Linked DNA regions of Sus scrofa: region 1 is linked to region 2. The links are chromatin contacts, called in public Hi-C maps. All regions are on one chromosome and are shown on one strand. Each heading gives the region's core, a stretch centred on a gene start, on an enhancer-like site or on the middle of the called end of the contact. The rest is flanking DNA. Distances are from core to core; before and after follow the strand shown. Region 1 holds the start of FAM186B (protein FAM186B). Region 2 holds the start of SPATS2 (spermatogenesis-associated serine-rich protein 2).

What was found. A called contact is a pair of places that touch in the nucleus more often than the background predicts.
Region 1: a contact with region 2 is called in a Hi-C map of embryonic fibroblasts, with 1.8 times the contacts expected there. The contact joins the promoter of FAM186B here to the promoter of SPATS2 in region 2. A contact is called at or near these places in 2 of 47 Hi-C or Micro-C datasets (embryonic fibroblasts and fetal heart ventricle) and 1 of 2 datasets of contacts at active chromatin or transcription factors (alveolar macrophages).

What each region holds. Positions count from the first base shown.
Region 1 is chr5:15,569,191-15,572,292 of Sscrofa11.1, reverse strand. It overlaps FAM186B (protein FAM186B), which reads left to right and starts at 1,635. Exons shown (of 10, transcript XM_021091213.1): 1 at 1,635-1,727; 2 at 1,781-2,162. The coding sequence starts at 1,635. It overlaps PRPF40B (pre-mRNA-processing factor 40 homolog B), which reads right to left and starts at 2,153. Exons shown (of 25, transcript XM_021091619.1): 1 at 1,634-2,153. The coding sequence starts at 1,636.
Region 2 is chr5:15,346,085-15,349,171 of Sscrofa11.1, reverse strand. SPATS2 (spermatogenesis-associated serine-rich protein 2) reads right to left here and starts at 1,550. Exons shown (of 13, transcript XM_021091602.1): 1 at 1,240-1,550.

The DNA of each region.
Region 1 (3,102 bases), core at 386-2,885, 220 kb before region 2:
TTAGAGGTTATTACTCCCATTTTGTAGATAAAGAAACTGAGGCTCAGAGGGATCAAGGAACTTGACCAAGGTTCTAGGAGATTAAATGGCAGAGGCAATTGTGGAATCCAAGCAGTCTGACCCCAAAGCCTGTGCTTTCAACTACTCCACAAAGCAGTCTCCCAGCAAGCAGGATGGTGCCACAGGTATTTCTTACATTCAAATTCACTGCTCTAAGTTTTCTTTCCACCCCAACTCTCACACAATCCTGAAATCCTCAGCCAGCCAGGTGACTGCAAGACTGGCTTGGTGTGACTCACTCCCTAAAGGGATATGTGTTGGAAAATGAAGGCTGGAAGGCACATCTCCCAGAAAGAAGTAGCCATCATCAAAGAGAAAAGTACAAGGGAGTCTGAGAGACTGGTTGACTCCCCTGTAGCCTATTTTCTACTTGCTGCCTTTCTGCAGCTGCCCTAGACAGCATCAGCCTCTCCTTCCATGTTTTCCAGATTGGCCTAGTCCCCACTCCCCTGTACCAGCCTGATTATTCCTCCTGCTCCCAAAGACTCTAGAAAATATCTTCCATTGCTTCTCTCTGATCCTGCCGTCTCCTCATCACTCTCCAGCTGATGAACAGAATGTTTTCTGGTCATCTTTCCTGGGTTAGGACTCAACCTCCTCCTTAAAGAGTTTCCCCATCCCTCCAACAGGATTCCAGAGGCGCTGGCTAGCCTGCCCCAGCCCTGCTTTGTGCCTCCCATCCCCCCACCTCCCTGGGGATTTTCTGCAGCCCCAGCTGAAGGCCTGCCTCCACGTTCAACCTTCTTTCCTTTGCTTCCCCACATCCTAGAACCCATTCTCCTGAACTCTCCCCTCAAGAATCATCCCATTTGGGAGCAGGAAGGGACCTGGGATGTCATTTTCATGCATCTTCCTTTTTTTTTTTTTTTTTTAACTTAAATCGATGGGAAATCTAAGGCCCAAAGAAAAGTAGTGACTTGCCCAAGGTCACACAGAGATGTTACACAGTTTGTGGACTGCAGAGCCAGGGTTGGGACCGAGGGGCCTCTGCCCTTCCATTTCTTGACTTGTCCAGCACTGGGTGGGGGCCGGAAGCCTCTCTTTCCTCAGGAGACGATGCCCCCTCCTCACCTCAGGAGACAATGTGGGGAAATGAAGGAGGGGGTCTCCAAGAGGTCTTATGGGGCATCCAGGGCTTCCGAAGGGTCCAAGCACTGAGTCTGGGGAAGGGGCATGTCGCAGGCCAAATATCGCAAGAGGGGAAACTGTGGCCCCCAGCTTTCCCCTAGTCCCGCGGTTCCCACATTTCTCTCGCCCCTCTCTTCCTCCCCGACATTTCTCCACAAACCTACCCTGCATCCCTTCCTCCTCCTCACCCAGTCGCGCAACTCTAGTTCCCCTCAGCCCCCAACCCCCCGCCATCCTCCATCATGGCCTCCCCCGCCCCTTCTCCCCCAAATCCCCGCCCCCTCCCCCCTCCCAGGCTCCTCTCCCTAACCCCCCCAATCCCCCTGTTCTACCCCGGAGTCCTAGGTACCCCCGACGGCCTCCCCGGGCCCCGGGTCCGGGCCCGGGCAGCCGGGGGCGCTATGGGACCGCCCCGGGCCCCTCCACCCCCGCGCGGGGACGTTACCATGCCAGAGCCTCCGAGCAGCTGGGCCGGCTGGTCCCACCCGCCAGTAAAAGCCGCTCTGATTGGCCCGGCCGCAGCCGGGAAGGCGGGGCCAGTGGGGGGTCGCACCCCTTGGTGGCCCGGGCTCCGGTCGCTCCCGCCGACCAGCTAGGTCCCCCACCGGCCCGGAGCGCCCAGGCCCAGCCCCGCCCCCGGCACGGAGAGCCAGGCCCCGCCCCCGCGCCGCCGGCTCCGGGGTCCGCCCACCGGGGGGCGTGGCGCGCCTGCTCCGGGCTCCTGGCTCCCCCGGACCGCCTGCGGGCTGCCGCCCCGGGGCCGCCCACCTCCCCAGCGCGGGTCCGGCCCCTCGGCCGGCGCCCACGACTCTCCCGCCTGCCCTCCCTTCCCGCCGGCCGCCTCCAGACCACCTCCCGCAGTTTCCCGGCCTTCGCTGCTAGGCTGGCGCGTCCGCGGCGCTCCGACCGACTGGATCCCGCGCGCCCGCTCCCAGGACCAGGGGCTGGACCCAAGATTCATTCCGAATATAGGGGTATCGTTGCACTTCACAAAGCGTTTTTTACTCGATGTGTAGCTATTTTTCATTTTAACTCACTCATTCAACAGCGATTTATTGAGCACCTGTTACATGCCAGGAACTGTTCCAAGCACTGGGCAGACAGCAGTTGGGGAAAAGAAAAAAGCAGACAGACTCCCCGAAACCCCTGCCCTCATGGGCGTACATGGGCTTTTCACAGGACCCCAAAGTTACTTCTTTGGAGATTTAACTCCCACCAAGTGGTGAAGTTGAGAGGCTCCCTATTTACTTTAAGGAATAAAAATGCGAGATAATATCATGTTGTACAGATAAGGAATTATAAGCTGAAAGTCTCAGGGCTAGTAAGTTACAGAGCTCCAGGCGTAGAGCAGCAGAAAGGTCCAACACCATCTCTCCAAGACCTTCGTAATGGTTCTTTTTCCTCTATTCTTCAACACTTAGCTGAGCCTGTGCTCTGTGCTTGGTACTGTGTTAGGTCCTGAATACACAAAGACCTCTGAGCCAGGTCCCTGATTGCAAGGAGCTTAGAGTCTAGCCAGGGAGAAATAGGAGAACAACACGAAGCAGAAGTCTTAAATTAAAGGTGACAAATGGGAGGGAAGGAAGAGAGTTATTCTCCGCTGCTGGGGTGAGAAACTTCATGTGGTTTTCATCATAATACCTTAAGTGGCCTCAAATGAGGGCTCAGGCCTGTAGTTTTCAAACATTATTGTTGAGCTCTCTAGGCATTGCAGAAGTGATTCAGAAATTCCATAGACTTTTGTCAATCACATTTTATTTTTACAGTTTTTCTTTTTTCTCTTCTCTCTTTTTCTTTTTTAGGGCTGCACCTGTGGCATATAGAAGTTCCTGGGCTAGGGGTTGAATCAGAGCTGCAGCTGCCGGTGACACCAGATCCTTGACCCACTGAGAGAGATCCAACCAGCATCCTCAT
Region 2 (3,087 bases), core at 301-2,800:
TATGTGGACTATTTATGAACACATAATGGTAACTACAATTTCAAAATCAGGAGTCATATCTAGTACCATTCAAAATCTGGTCTGGAAATCCACATATCAAGGAAATGTACAGATCATAACCCCAGAAATACTTCCCCACAATATTTTCAAATCACCTTAATTCAAACTGGAAGGTACAAGGCAGCCTGATAATTTGAAATCGGCATCAAGAATTTCTTGAGGCAGAACCCAAATGCTCTCACAAGCATAAAACCAGTGGCAGGTGGTACGTGACCATTTCTCATCGAGAAACTGTAATTCTAACAAAGTACAAGTAACTTAGATTTTATCAAGGCTAAATAAAAACAAACTTGTGGTTCTCTCCCAAACATCCTAAACTCTGCATTATCAATAACTAAACTCAAAGCACAATTCCTATTTTTAGTGGTCTGTCCTCTCTTGCTTCATTAACCACAGGTAAATTATACAGAGGGGAAAGAAATATTACAAGCATGTTTTATCAATGAAATAAATGGACTACACAGGATAACCATATTATTAAGAGTGTCTTGTACTCCTTGGCAGAGGGACATGCCAGAGAAAGATCCATCTTCTAAAAGAAGCCAGTCATCCTGGATGAATTAGGAGAAAAATGCCACTCCAGTCCACCTACCCTATACTCTCTAACTGGATTTACCCTTCCGCTTTAATTCAAATCCAAACCGCATTTATTTTCTTTCTCTGCCCCTCTTTGCTTTATTTTCCGTTCCGTTTCCCGCCCCTCCTCAATTCCAAGAATGCCCTTCTATCTCTTATTTTTAAATCCTACTTTGCCTCCAAATCCTAAGAACCTCCGATAGCCACACAGCTGACCTTACGCATCCCCGATGAATTCTCAATTCATTGTACTTCTCATACCAAACGATCCATTCTTTCATGCCTTTCGATCTCTCGTCTCTTAAAATCCAGTGCCCCACACAAGCTCACACCAAGAGTCCCCCCCTCACTCCATTGTTTCCCCGGCCTATGCTTCTGGAAACCCCCCAATTCGGACCCGGTGTCTTCCGCCCGCCCCACTGACCCCAGAAACCTTTCACCATCTGGGCACTCCAGGTCCCAAGGACTCACATCCCCCTCCTCTCGGTACCCCAACCCCCAACTACTGCCCCCTCCCCCGTGCCCTCCCTCAAGCCCGCTCTTTACACCTCTGTGCCCCTCTTCATCCCCCACCAACCCTCCGCCCAGCACCCTCAGCCTCACCTACCCCGGGCCTCCGCAGTCTCCGCGTCCCCCCAGTTCCGGCTCTGCGTCCGGGACGCTCCGGGGTCTGAGAAGAGGAAAGGAGCTCCTCCGCCGCCTCCTCCGGCTCTTCTAGAGCCACCTCCGTCGCCGCCGCGCTCCTCCCCCAGCTCTCTCGGAGCCGGGCGCCGCCCCGCCCCTCCGCCCCTTTCCTCGCTACCCTCCTCAGCCGGGTGGCGGGCTGGGAATCGCAGCGGCGGCTGGGGGCCGAAGTGCCAGCGGATCTACACCGACCTCGCCGGGGCTCGAGCTCTTCGCCCCGCCCCGCAGCCCGCTCGGGCGCGTGCGCGCCGGCCAGCCAGCGCACAGGGCGCGTGCTCGCGCCGGCGCGAACTCGGCGCGCCGAGCTCGAGGCCGTTGCAGCCAACCGGTGCGCGAGGGAGGCGTGAGGCGGCCGGCCAGCCGAGGAGCTGCGCGCGGGGAAGCTCGCGGAGAGAGGCGCCTCCAGTCCGTCGGGTTACCGCTCCTCTCGTGGACCGGTCCCTCGCGCTTCGCACTGCCCGCCGGGCCGGGCACCCGAGTTGAGGGAGCTCGGATGTCCGGGGATTGGGAAGAACGAGGAAGGGAAGGGATAGGAGGAATAGGTAGGGAACAAAGTAGATGGACGTGAGGACGGGTGGGGCAAGAGATCGTGCCCTCGTGCAGAATGGCCCGTGCCCCGAAAGAGCCGGGCGGAGTGGGGTGGGGGGCACAGCGCGTGCTGGTAGTAGAGGGCCTGAGCTGGAACTGCCGGAAAGAGCCGAAACTCCCCGGAGGTTGCCGAAGGCGGCCGCCTCGAAGGGAACCTCGAGAGGGGCTTTTCTCTCTAGGTCCAGGCGGGGACTTGGTCTCCCAGGCTTCTCCCGCTTCCCGTGCCACGACTCTGCCCCAACAGCTTAACACCACTTTCACTTTTGCCTCTGTCCCGACCCAAGATTTACTCCAAAAGGCCATTTCAGAACCACTGACTACGGGAAATGTCCTGATTCCGTAGCCACTCAGCCTCCTGGGAATCCATACAGGCTGGTAAGGAGTTGGTGGGGAGCAGTGCACCTCCCCAGCTGGGCAGAGGATAACTTCGGGAGCAAACTGAGGGACCTCTGCCATGACCCCGGACACAACTGCCCAAGTCCATTTCCTCGTTGGATTTCTAGTCTACTGAGTTGTCTGCATCCCTTTAGGCGGCTGTGGTCAGTTACACTGACGGTCGAATCTTTATGTTAAATATTCTTCTGTCTTCGTGGTTAGTTTCCCAAGCACCCCAAGGCCAGAACCATTTCTAATTGTGCACCTTTCTAGACAGTGTTCACGTGTGAAGCACTCACCGCATTGCCAAAGGGGTTGATGATTAGGAGTGGCTTAAAGGTCGGGTATTTAGGCAATCAACCTTGAAAATGTGATTAAGAATCTGTCCCCGTGTTCTTAACTTTTGAGACCAAAGCAAAAGGGGCTCTGGACAGGCACCAATGACAAGCCAGAGTGTATATGAGCGTATATAGGCACCACAGAAACAGTGTAGTTTTGGTTTTCACAGATTTGTTATTACAGTTTCAGGACAAGTAATGGAATAGTGTAATCTCTGCCAAGTCATCAGGTCCTTTGGTTTTTAACTTTGCAAGGAGTGAAGGATCAAAAATCCTCTGGAGCCCACTGGCCCCTAGTTAAATAATGCCTAACCTAATCCACCCATATCATTTACAGATCTAAAGAAAAAGGACTAGGTAGGTCATCCCACTAGTTAGGGCAGTATACCATGTGCTGCTTACTACTGAATCTTTCAAAGACTCAAATAGAAGTAAAACTGTTCTCTTTTCATTAGATAAATTGATC